Regions from separate parts of the Mus musculus genome. Here all the other regions are linked to region 3. Evidence: chromatin contacts called from public promoter capture Hi-C data. All regions are on one chromosome and are shown on one strand. Each heading gives the region's core, a stretch centred on a gene start, on an enhancer-like site or on the middle of the called end of the contact. The rest is flanking DNA. Distances are from core to core; before and after follow the strand shown.

Region 1 (3,084 bases), core at 403-2,902, 1.0 Mb after region 3:
CAGGACTTTTCAAACGACCCATGAAGTCCTGCGCCTTCTTACGAAACTCCTCGTTTTTGGTGGGGGCAGCCTTGCTCTCCCTGTTCTTAGTGATACTAAAGCTTCCACGCAAAGAGGAAAGGCCAGCTCTGACGAACCAGAATTTAGGAGGCAAGGAGGTGACCAGTTGTTTCCTCTTTTACAAGGACGCTTTGGGGATGAGTCAGGAGGGAGCTCCAGGGAGTTCATGGATTCCAGATGTTTCTAACTAGCCCCGCCTGTGGGGTTGTCTGTGGATCTGAGGCACACAGCAGCTTTTAGAAGGTTGGCTGTCCTCTGCTTCAGGACAGTGCTGGAAGACAAATAATACACTCTGACTACTTGCTGTGTTGTGTCCCGCACAAGTACAGATTTGTCTTTTAAGTCCTGAAACTGATGAGGGCTCCCAGGTGATGGGGTGAATTGTGGGCCTGGGGACACACCATTGAGCACTCTTCTTTTACTGGTGGGCCAGCCCAGCCACACTTGTTAATAGTCCCAAGTTCTTGAACCCTTATATTGCCTGCCTGTCTGCCTTCCCACCTCCCTCTCTCCCTTCCTCCTTCCTGTTTTTTGATACGATGTCTCATATAGCCTAGGCTTCAAACTTGCTATGTAGTTGAAGATAAGTTGAACTTCTGATCCTCCTGCCCCTAACTTCTAACAACTAGATTTTGAGGGGTGAACTGTTATGCGTGGCCCAAAGCCTTGAAACTGGAGTTACAGATGGTTTTGAGTCGTCATGTGGATGCTAGAAATCAAACCTGGTTCACTAAGGAGCGGGCTCTTATCTTAGCCTCACGACTTGTTACCAGTCACTTTTTGTCTTAGTGATCTGTCTTAATTTCCTTTTCTGTAGCTGTGATAAAATACCAAGACAGAAGCAGGTTAAGCAGAAAGTGTTTGGGCTGCAGTTTGAGGTTGCAGTTTAGCATGACAGGGAAGTAACAGCAGTAGGCTTGAAGCAACTGGCCCACATGGCAGGTCAAGGATTAGAGAGTGATGAATGCTGGTCCTCAGATAACCCCTTCTATACTCCAGGATCCGAGCTAGGCCAGAGAATGGTGCCACACAGAAGGAGTTGGTCTTTCCATCTCAATTAACCTAATCAAGATAAGCCCTCCCGTACACCCAGAGGTTCACCTCATGGGTGATTTTAGATCTTATCAAATTGCAAATTGAGATGAACAGTCCCGATCCCTGACCAAAGCAACTTAAAGAAGGAAGAAATATTTGGCTTATAGTTCAAGGGAATACAGTACCGTCATGAGGCAGCAGGCATGGCAGTAGGGCTAGGAGGCAGCTGACCACACAGACCCTACAGTCAGGAAGCAGAGAGCGAGAACGAGTGCCAGAGGCAGTCATGAGGTTAATTGCACAAATTAGCTCCTCTATTCACATTGATCCAAACAAAACTGCAATCTCCTGGACAGAGGGGTGTGGACAATGATTTTGGTGTGGATAGTGGAAGGCAGGATTCTGCTTCCAGAGCAATTCTGCATGTCAGAAAGTTGGAGCAGCAGCAGAGGTAGCAGCTTCAGCAGAGGTAGCAGCTGCGGCAGTGGCAGCAGTGGCAGCAGCAGCAGCACTGGCACCGGCACTGGCAGAGGCAGCGGCAGTGGCAGCAGTGGCAGCAGTGGCGGCAGCAGCAGCAGCACAAGGAGCTGCTAGGCTAGAAGCACAGAGCTGAGCTGAGGCCATGCATCTTTTCACACTCACTGCAGGGCTGGGCCTGCTCTCTGTGGTTCGAGCCACGATGCCTCCTCTGACTCCTGCCAGTCCTGAGGAGGTGATGGCCCTGGGGAGGGAGGACTGAGGGTAGCAACTGGCTTCCAAGCTCAGACCTTGGACTGGGTGTGTCTCAGGCCTGCAGATGGAAGCCACAGGTGATGTTGAAAAAAATACCTCTCTTACGTGCTTGGTGGGATCTTCTCAGGTGGGAGTGGGGCTTGAGCAGGTGTTCCAGGCCATGGTCATGTCTTTCTTCTCACTGTGTGCACTTAGAGACTAAGAGGCTGCTGGGGGACAGGGGAGGCTTGCTAGATGGACGCTGTCCTGGCTCTAGCTGGACTCCCAAGAATAGCCTGCCTTCCTTCCTTCCTTCCTTCCTTCCTTCCTTCCTTCCTTCCTTCCTTCCTTCCTTCCTTTCTCTCAGTGTGTGTGTGTGTGTGTGTGTGTGTGTGTGTGTGCTTCAGAGACACTTCTTATATTCTTCCAATGAGTTGATTTCAGATTTCATCCTGGGTAAGGCCCCTGTGACTGTTGTGTATCTGGGAGACAGAGCCAACTTCCTAATGATTTCAGGAGAAACTGAGAAGTCTGTTCCTTGCCACACCTCAGCACTTTGACTGTAGACAGTGAAGCAGACCGTGGTCAGTCGGTACAGTCATGGTTCTCTCAGGTCACCTCCTCAGCCATGTCCATTCTGCCCTGTCCTCCGGCTCAGCTCCCTGAAGTGAAAGGTCAACCTGTCCTCCAGATCACCTTTCTCAGTTCCCTCTGGATGCCTGTGCAGGGTCTGTGGTCAGGGCTCTTCCCAGGAAGTGTTTCTCCTAGGACGCCTGTGCCCTGTCTGCTTGGTTCTACCTACTGCTGCTGTTGGTGAGAGACAGCCATGGTCAGGACTCCTCCTGACATCCCGGCATCCCGGACCCTTCCATCTTGCACTGAGACCTGACTGCATTCTCCTCCTGCCTCTCACCCACCGTCTTCCAGATTCCCTTCTCCCTGCAACTGTGTGCACTTGTGACCTCCAACTGCAGATCTTGGGAAAGGGGTACATAAGGTGCTGGGCAGGAGACTTGCCTATTCCTGAGTCGAGATGGAAAGACCCGCTGCCTCCCTTCACCTTTGAGAGAAACAGTCTTGATGAGTTGGAGTTCAGGATGAACCTGACGTGAGTGGTCTCTGCGGAGGTAATGTCTGCTGCTGCTGCCAAACAGTTCTAAGTGTGACTAAGCACAGACTGCCTCACCTCTAGTAGTCACTGAGGAATGCAGCATTTTCTGTGTTGCCTGGGCAACACACCAGGTGACCTCTTCATGAGGTCAGAGATCTAACTTGCTG
Region 2 (2,960 bases), core at 85-2,584, 1.3 Mb after region 3:
GTGACAGTTTATAAGAAATAAAGGGCTAGAGAGATGGTACATTCAGTTCGATTCCCAGCAACCACAAGGTGGGTCACAACCAGCTGCCATAGGATCTGATGCCCTCCCTCTTCTGTCTGATGTTCTCTTCTGTCTTGCAGGTATAGATGCAAATAGAGTCCTCATATACATTAAATAAATCAATCTTTTAAAAAGACATTGACTTATTTAATGTATATGAGTTCACTGTTGCTGTCTTCAGACACACCAGAAGAGGGCATCAGATCTCATTACAGATGGTTGTGAGCCACCATGTGGTTGTTGGGAATTGAGCTCAGGACCTCTAGAAGGGCAGTCAGTACTCTTAACTGAGCCATTTCTCCAGTCCTTAAATAAATAAATCTTAAAAAGAAAGAAAAGATGTTCAATAAAGGATTAAAAAGACAAACTTTCTGATCTCTGAGTTTAAGCTTACAGGTGGACCAGCTGGAGCCTAACACAGACCTCAGTGGGCTTGAGGCTTCTCAGAAATTATTTAAATAGAACAGCATTTCTCAACCTGTGGATTGCCTTTCACAGGGGCTGCCTAAGACCATCGGAAAACACTGGCATTTACGACTCAAAGGGTAACAACAGTTCTGTAGTTGCAACAAAAATAATTTTATGGCTGGAGGTCACCACAACATGAGGGTTGTGGTGTTTAAGGGTTAAACTCACCAGTCATCACAAGAATCTATGGCAAGGGTAAACCTCAGCCCAGGTGGCTAGTGCTCAGTAACTAACGTAGAGCCCTGGCAAACGGGCCAGAGTTCTCCTCTCTGCTCTGTGCTTGTCACTATTTGGCTCTTCTATTTATCTGCTGTCCCATTACTTTTAACGCCTCTTCACTCCTACCCGCACCGGTCAGGTGAGTCACATTCCCTCTGCTTTCCTCACCCCTGTACCCAGGCCCCAGGGAAAACCAGTCCCAGCCTTCTCCAATGGCTTCGGAACAGCTACCACACACCTTGGCGGTCTTGATGATCTCGGTGAAGTTGTCCATGATGGACTTGATGTCGTCTTTGAGCCGCTTGTTGTATGACTGCAGCAGCGTCTCCTTGCTCTGGGGAAGGGCTCTCTGCTGGGCCATGGCGGGCCCTGGACGAGAACCAGTCTGGTCCGGCCCGAACCGAGTACTGAGGGCTGGGGACCGGGATTTCCGATACAACAGCTCCGTCCACGAACACACGCCCGGCAGCAGGCCCTTACGGCGAGGGAACAAAGCACCCGCACGCTCCTTCCCGCGGCTTCCGTTCACTCCTGGCGCCTCCCGCCGCCTCTCGGAGCCTGCGGTCCGGTGCCAGGGCCCGCCCGCCTGGACGAACGCGCAGCCGCGGCCCGACACGCCCCCGCTCAGGCTCCGCCCCTCTGTCAGAGTCCGAAGTGGGTCCTTGTCGCTTTAAATCCGAAATCCCGCGAGGGCGCCTGCTCTCGCGATATCTGCGGCCACTTACTTATCCCCCACAATTCCCTCTTCTTTCTTTCTCCAGCAGCCGAGCAAGATGGTGAGTGTCTCTGGGCCCCCGCGCTATCCGCCTCCATCCGCCGCCCGTCGCCCGTCAGCGGCGTTCTCCGCCGTCCCTGTCTCCTCGGGGTCCCTCGCGGAAAGGGAGCCACAGCGACCGACTCACAGGCAATGACTCCGCTGCCCGATGGCACGGGTTTCTCTCTTCCGTACAGCCCAAAGGGAAGAAGGCCAAGGGGAAGAAGGTGGCCCCGGCCCCCGCCGTCGTCAAGAAGCAGGAGGCCAAGAAGGTGGTCAACCCTCTGTTCGAGAAGAGGCCCAAGAACTTCGGCATTGGTAAGGAGTGGCGTCGGCGTGTCACAAGGGCAAGGCGCCTTGACGGGCAATGGACTGAATGAGAGCCGGGCACCGTCCCGAGCAGCCGCCACTGCGCATGCTCGGCTGGTGTGAGAAGGGGAATGGTGGTCGTGTGCAGATGATGTGACAGAATATTTGCTATCAGATGAGTGGTGATGACACTAGAACCACCAAGATCGCTGATGCACCGACGCCCTCCTGCCCTGGGTACTGCCTCGGCTGCAGGCCGGCCCGAGGAGAGGCCTCGGTCACAGTGTCCCTCTTAACTTCCCAGGACAGGACATCCAGCCCAAAAGAGATTTAACGCGCTTCGTCAAATGGCCCCGCTACATCAGACTGCAGCGGCAAAGAGCTATCCTCTACAAGCGGCTCAAAGTCCCTCCTGCCATTAACCAGTTCACCCAGGCCCTGGACAGGCAGACAGGTGAGGTTCCGGGCCCCAGAGCCAGAAACTGGCCCCGAGTTTGCCCTTACTGCAGTGCATGGCCACACTAATACAGCTATGAAGAGAGAGGTGGAAGGGGGTCCCCAGTCCCTCCACCTGGAATGGGCGGGATTTGGTGAGGAAGCAGTTGAGGAAGGATCCCCGTGTTGACCTCCTGCCGTCTCATCAGTGTACCACAATAGGGTGGTTTTGTTGGGGGATCAGGGTCTCTAGTTGTGGAGCTCAGCATTGCTGCCTGTTTCATGAGTGCTGGTATTAATGGCATGAGCCACAGCCATTCAGGGCTAGGAGGTCAGACACAACTTTTCAATGCCAGGTTAAGTGACAGGTTAGAATTGGGCCTGGGCGTGAGATTGCTGGCCAAGTAATAGCCCCAGCGCCTTTAAAGGGATTCAGGCTTAGAGTCCAATTGAATGTGTTTTCCAGCTACTCAGCTGCTTAAGCTTGCCCACAAGTACAGGCCAGAGACAAAGCAAGAGAAGAAGCAAAGGCTACTGGCCCGTGCTGAGAAGAAAGCTGCTGGCAAAGGCGACGTCCCAACTAAGAGACCACCTGTCCTCCGAGCAGGTCAGTGCTTCCCTGCCCGTCCCCCCCACCCCCCAAAGGGAGGATGGTAAGGCAGGCTGTGCAGTGATGTGTGAATTTCTTCACCTGAAAATATTGTGAAGAGTAAAT
Region 3 (2,808 bases), core at 87-2,586:
AAGCTCCTAGTTCAGGCCTAATTTCTAGAATTGGGCTGCAAATTAATACTATATAAAAATAACGAAAGAATCCAAACATAGATTCCAAAGAACACAAACCACTGAATATTTGACTCAATTCTCTTCCTCAGTCAAGAGAAATACAAACTTCCAAGTTAACACACATACACTGTTTGCTTCTAAATTTGCACAAAAAATCCTCCTAGTAAGTTTCATAATGTTACATTATTACCTAAATATCACTGACCCTGTGAGGCACAGCTTACAGTGAACTGTGTGTATGTGCCAGTGCATGTATGTGTGCGCGCACGCGCTTCAAAAATGTTGCAGTATAGAAATAGTTTAGAAGTAAACAATATCAGACCACGACATTGCCCAAGAATCTTTTGATTGTTCAACCTGCAAATGGAAAAACTCTAAAGAGGTCAAGAGAACCGTGTGCTTCTCGCTGCACAACATACATAATTTATAACGAAGGGCAGAGCGGACTTTTCTTCTTGTGGGGTCAGGGATGCAGAGTTAAGAGCCTCTTGAAATTAAAAAAAAAAAAAAAGCATATCCCTTACAAAACAAAAAACAAAAAAACAAAATCAAGGCTCAAGGCCCACAGGCGACCGACTTTCAGGAGCCTCCGACTTTCAGGAGCCTCAAGTGAGAGCAGGCGCGGGGGGCGGAGAGGAGGCAGGCACACGCAGCCCCGCGCGCGCACCCTCGGGTTATGTAATGGTCTCTCTCCGCAGGGTACCCGCGCCAATCAGGGTCCTCCACCGCTGCTCCGCTAGTGTCGCCGCACAGCTGTTCTCTGGAGGTCTCCTGTCAGGTGATGTCCCTCAAGGAACGACCACTACTCAGAACCCAGGGACCCGTCCGCCCCTACCCTCTGATTCTTCCAGACCCTAGTAGGCTGGGTGGCCGCCCCGGGCCCTGCCAGCCGCCCCGGCCTGCCCGACGGCGCGGCCCGCACTCACTGTTATACTGAACCCCCTTAGCGAAGCGCCTCTGCAGCGCCTGGTTCATGGACTGCAGCCCGGCGGGGATGTTCTTGTCCCGGCCTGGGGCCTGCTCCGACCCCACCAGCTTCTTCAACGCGGAGAACATGTTCCTGCTGGACGTGCGAGCCGGGCTGGCCTGCGAGCTCAGCAGCGGCAGCAGCACAGCGCACCCCGCACCATGTCCGGCCGGCCCAGGCTTCCCCCGAGGCCGGAGCGGGCGCGGCCTCGAGCGAGGTTCTGGGGCCTCAGCCTCTGTGGCTCCGCTCCGGCTTCCACGGCCCTCGGCGCGGCAGCCAGGCACCCGTCAGCGCCGCCATCTTGGCGCCGGCGCGGCTACGGGACGCTAAAAGGGACACGTAGCCGCCGCATGCGCAGAGAGCGCACTAGGTCCCGCCCTTTTCTAGCATCTCCACCTCGCCGCCACCAACCCCCTCTGGTCCAACGATCAGCTTCCCGGTCCTCAAGAGTCCCGAGGTTTCTCCTTCCTCTAGTGTAGTTCTGGAAAAATGTTTATTTCTGTACTACAGCCCAGACAGGTTTACTTTTTCTTCTTTTTGGCTCCCTTGAGCTTCGCCTCGATCAGCTGTTGGGCCTGTTTCTTTATCTCCGCCCGCGAAGGGACGTAACTATGGTCCACATCCGCAAACTGGAAGGTTTCTGAACAGGCAAGAAAAGGAGTGGCTGCCACCCTCTTTCCAGAAGCCTCCCACCTCTACCTGTTGGCGTTTGCTGCCATAGGCCATCTCCTGCCGGGAGCTCATTTCAGACATGTATCAATGACTGGAGACCCCTGCCCTAAGTCACCTAAGGCCAGGTGCCAGACAACTAGGATTTGCCAAGATTATCCACACTAGCTGTCCTTATCCTTTCACCCCACCTTGCCTCTGTAGCAGAAATTCTTCTAAAAGTTCGGTCTGGGCTCCCTTCTGGCCCATCCCATGATATACGTCCCTTTTGTCTCAGAAAAAGAAACCTCTGTAACGTCTATCGATTAAAACCTTTCCCTTCAGCGCCCAGTCACCATGTATGCCATCTCTTGTCTTGAGTTCAGACCCTATCTAGTTGCAGCTATTGTTCTTGTCGTCCTTCTCCATCTTCCTGTGGCCGGCATGTAGAGCCTCACCTATCATGTCCTCCTCTGGGTCCTCAAAGGTAATTCTGGTATTATGTTTCTCTTTTAGAGTTGATGACTCCAAGGTGTCCCTCACCTTTGTGTCAACCTGCAGGGCAGCACCCATTATCATCTTGGAGAGCACATGGGCTTTGTGGGGACCCCTCCATGGCCCAGGGTTACCTCCTCATTTCTGGACAACGTTTGCATGCGCTCAGCCAGGTAGATAAGCTTTCCCTCACAATAATCCAGCTTGCCGTACACATCAAGAGTGTTAGAGACTGCTATTTCTTTCTGTGGGTCAGAGGAGCAGCTGGTTTTCCTGTGGTCCCACACAGGGACCCTGTACACAGCATCTCCTCCCCGGGGGCTGATACCTGGAAGGTTGGCAAGGTGATGCCGATGAGCCGGATGTAGAGGTTGTCAATACCTGTCTGGATGACCAGCAGCAGCTGCTGGCCCTTATTCATGTTGTTTTGGGCCTGCTTGAGTCTTGCTTCTTCCTCTTCTAGCATGTTCTTCATCTTCTTCTGGATAGAGTTAAAGCTATGGGGGAGGTAAGCACAGCAGTGAGGAGGAGGAGGGCACAGCAGTGAGGAGGAGAAGGAGGGCACAGCAGTGAGGAGGAGAAGGAGGGCACAGCAGTGAGGAGGAGGAGGAGGTGGGCACAGCAGTGAGGAGGAGGAGGTGGGCACAGCAGTGAGG
Region 4 (2,827 bases), core at 89-2,588, 1.3 Mb after region 3:
CCTCCCCCTCCAAATTCACCAGAATAGAAAGTTGTGCAGTCCTACTTAAAATGAATGTATTTAAAGATGCTGAACTTTTTACTTAAAATTGCTAAGATTGGCCATAAGATGGCATAGTAGGTAGAGCCTTCCTTCCTGCATAAGCTTGACAACCTGGGCCTGAGCTCGGGAACCCAGGAGTTAGAAGAAAAGCTCCTCCACAGAGTTCCCACTGATCCCCTCGCGCATGCCAATGTGTACATGTTCACATGTACACATCACACACAAAAATAAATAAGAAAACTCTATCTTCTTTGTTATGGGGAAAATGTTTCAGATGGTTATTTTGTTTTATGTATTTTTACCACAGGAAGAAAGGATGGAGAGTGAAAAGTGAGTTTGCACTGTCGAGGGTCTTGAGCCATCAAGGGTCAATATTCCGGTGTTCATGCCTGGGGAGTCAATCTTGCTGGTCACCTTTGTGCTGACTAGGATTTAGACAATGGTGTCAGTCTGTAAGATCCGGGCCCACGGATGGGGTGAGGCACAGTCACCACTAAAACTAGAATAGAAACTAAGTGGACTTTGTACTCTCTTGTATTCCTCACAGGTAGCACACACTTTTGGCAAAAAGAAATTCTCTTCCAGGATTAATTTTGCTTTGTTTGTGTGTTTCTTTGTGTAGTACTAAGAATATTTCTTTGCTATTGAATTGACCCTAGCTTGACCAGGTGAGGGCTGGGGAGCCAACCCCACCCTTCCTCCCAGTCACCCCTTCCCTCCAGCCCTGCAGGATTACTGGACTCAGCCACCTGGAGTCTCCTGCCCTTGGCCTCCTTCCCCTTCTCCCCACAGGTGGCCTGGACTCCTAGGAGCTCCTGCAGGGCCTGATTCATAGCCACTGACCACCACCTGTGTTCTGGAATAGCTAGCGTGTGGGGAAGAGGATGTCCAGTAAAGGGCAGACAGATCACGTACATTCAGTGCCCTCCCTCAGCAGCTTTGCCTAGTCAGATCAGAATTTTCCACTGTGACTCTGGCCCCACTTACCCACCTTTTGACAGTACTCATGCACAAACACAGATCCAGGGACACTCGGGGCTCCTGCCAGCCCAGCCCAGCCTGCCTGGCCCTGCCCCATCTGAGCCTCTGACCCCAGCAGCAAAGAAGCCCGGTCCAGATGGTAGACAATCGATGGAGGGTGCCCACAGCCAGCCCCTTATTCCTCAGCTCACCTCTGAGATTCATGTCAGAACCCAGGATGGTTCAGTGTCTGTGCAGCAAGCTGTTAGGCACAGGCCAGGTCTCAGGCACACAGGAGAACTCACCCCCAGGGGAGATAATACACAGCTCTGAACACCTGTGGGCGGGGAAGAACTCTGGCAGACTTCTGATTTGCCCAGGCGTGTGTACAGGAACCAAGTGTCCTCAGACAGGTATCTCCAACCACAGGTCACATCACAGGGACTGTGGGTGATTCTCCTCTGCTGTCATGCTCTAACCTGACTTTGCTATGGTCCTCAAGTCTGTCCCACTGTCTTCTTCAGCTTGCTTTGTCTCTCCCTCCTCTCTCTCCCTCCCCCCTCTCCTTCCTCTGCCTTTCCTCTTCCTCCCCCTCATCTTTTCCAGTCTTTTCTCTCACGCCATCTCTTTATTTCTGTACCTCTCTGCAAGATGTCATGTATCCCAAGGCTGGCCTAAACTTGACTATGTAAATCATGCTGTCCTTAAACTCACATAGATCTTGTCTCCATCTCTCAATCTTGTCAACTTAATCTAGAAAAACGTCATGTGAACCAAAGTTCCCTCGAAAGAAGCTAAACCTTCCAAGTACCTTCTACAAGGCTAACTGACTAATGATGGAGAAGTAAGACTGTCGCCATACCAGTCTAATTACAGTTTACCTTGGGCTAATGTCACCTTCCTTAATAGCCATTATTTATCCACCTCTCTGTCTGAACTAATATCTTTGTAACAACAAAAAAGTGTTAATGTATTAGCCTAACACATGATTTTTTCTATCAATCAAAAGGCTAAGAACTGGGACTGGTGAGATGGCTCAGCAGTTAAGAGCACTGACTGATCTTCTGGAGGTCCTGAGTTCAAATCCCAGTAACCACATGGTGGCTCACAACCACCCATAATGAGATCTGAAGACAGCTACAGTGTACTTACATATAATAAATAAAATCTTTAAAAAAAAAAAAAAGGCTAAGAACTGATTGATCTGCCCCAAGCTTTTAGATGAGGAAAAGTAAAGTCGACCGCCATGTACATGAACAGTCGTCGTGCTTTTACTACTGGGCATGCACACTGCATGATCTATGGAGCTTGCGCACACACGTGGGGGTAGGGGAACAGGGAGAGAGAGAAAGAGAGAGACAGAGACTGAGAGAGAGAGACAGAGAGAGACAGAGAGAGGCAGAGAGAGAGAGAGATTCTCACTGCTGGGTAAAAGGACATTAAAAACAAGGAAAAGATTCTTGGCTCTCCTACAGGCTATTTGGCTTTCCCTACAAATTGCTGTCCTCCACTGCCAGGGTGCTCACCTGTCTGCCTAACAAATGATAAATGGTCCTAGGACCAGTGGGGCTAATTAATATTCTGATGACATATCCTGACCCAGTTCTGCCTGAGACCATGGTAAAGAAGATACACACCGGTTGATGGAGGGCACCAGAGAGAATGGCCAATCTCCCAAAAACCACTGGCAGGTCTCTGGGGTCTAACTGACCTTCTTCACCAGACTACTCATCTAGGGTCCACAAAACTTACTGAGTTCCTCAGACCAAGGTATGTTAGACCAAGACAGAATAGCATAGTGCAGTGTCTCAGCCACATGCTGGGT

What was found. Promoter capture Hi-C pulls out the DNA fragments that hold promoters and counts their contacts.
Region 1: a contact with region 3 is called in a promoter capture Hi-C map of hematopoietic stem and progenitor cells, with 2.9 times the contacts expected there. The contact joins the promoter of Snhg7os here to the promoter of Rabl6 in region 3. A contact is called at or near these places in 4 of 39 promoter capture datasets (the C10 cell line, hematopoietic stem and progenitor cells, hippocampal neurons and 1 more) and 1 of 115 datasets of contacts at active chromatin or transcription factors (pancreatic cancer cells).
Region 2: a promoter capture Hi-C map of liver shows a contact between it and region 3, with 2.7 times the contacts expected there. The contact joins the promoter of Med22 here to the promoter of Rabl6 in region 3. A contact is called at or near these places in 9 of 39 promoter capture datasets (the 3T3-L1 cell line, the C10 cell line, the HPC-7 cell line and 5 more), 2 of 115 datasets of contacts at active chromatin or transcription factors (large pre-B cells and thymic regulatory T cells) and 2 of 9 other capture datasets (adipose tissue and liver).
Region 4: a contact with region 3 is called in a promoter capture Hi-C map of liver, with 4 times the contacts expected there. The contact joins the promoter of Abo here to the promoter of Rabl6 in region 3. A contact is called at or near these places in 3 of 39 promoter capture datasets (liver and stem cell-derived epiblast-like cells).

The regions. Positions count from the first base shown.
Region 1 is chr2:26,640,469-26,643,552 of GRCm38.p6, forward strand. It overlaps Snhg7os (a long non-coding RNA gene), which reads left to right and starts at 1,653. Exons shown (of 4, transcript XR_003953776.1): 1 at 1,653-2,914.
Region 2 is chr2:26,909,308-26,912,267 of GRCm38.p6, forward strand. Med22 (mediator complex subunit 22) reads right to left here and starts at 1,335. Exons shown (of 4, transcript NM_001033908.1): 1 at 986-1,335. The coding sequence starts at 1,108. Rpl7a (ribosomal protein L7A) reads left to right here and starts at 1,500. Exons shown (of 8, transcript NM_013721.3): 1 at 1,500-1,523; 2 at 1,699-1,819; 3 at 2,115-2,264; 4 at 2,712-2,852. The coding sequence starts at 1,521. It overlaps Gm23969 (a small nucleolar RNA gene), which reads left to right and starts at 1,954; the gene lies at 1,954-2,027. It overlaps LOC115489587 (a small nucleolar RNA gene), which reads left to right and starts at 2,911; the gene lies at 2,911-2,960.
Region 3 is chr2:25,607,145-25,609,952 of GRCm38.p6, forward strand. It overlaps Rabl6 (RAB, member RAS oncogene family-like 6), which reads right to left and starts at 1,337. Exons shown (of 15, transcript NM_001024616.2): 1 at 969-1,337. The coding sequence starts at 1,098. Ccdc183 (coiled-coil domain containing 183) reads right to left here. Exons shown (of 14, transcript NM_029859.1): 11 at 2,481-2,649; 12 at 2,287-2,397; 13 at 2,116-2,212; 14 at 1,485-1,649. The coding sequence ends at 1,531. It overlaps Fcnaos (a long non-coding RNA gene), which reads left to right and starts at 2,186. Exons shown (of 8, transcript XR_003954003.1): 1 at 2,186-2,325.
Region 4 is chr2:26,863,657-26,866,483 of GRCm38.p6, forward strand. It overlaps Abo (ABO blood group (transferase A, alpha 1-3-N-acetylgalactosaminyltransferase, transferase B, alpha 1-3-galactosyltransferase)), which reads right to left and starts at 1,339. Exons shown (of 6, transcript NM_030718.5): 1 at 1,215-1,339. The coding sequence starts at 1,227.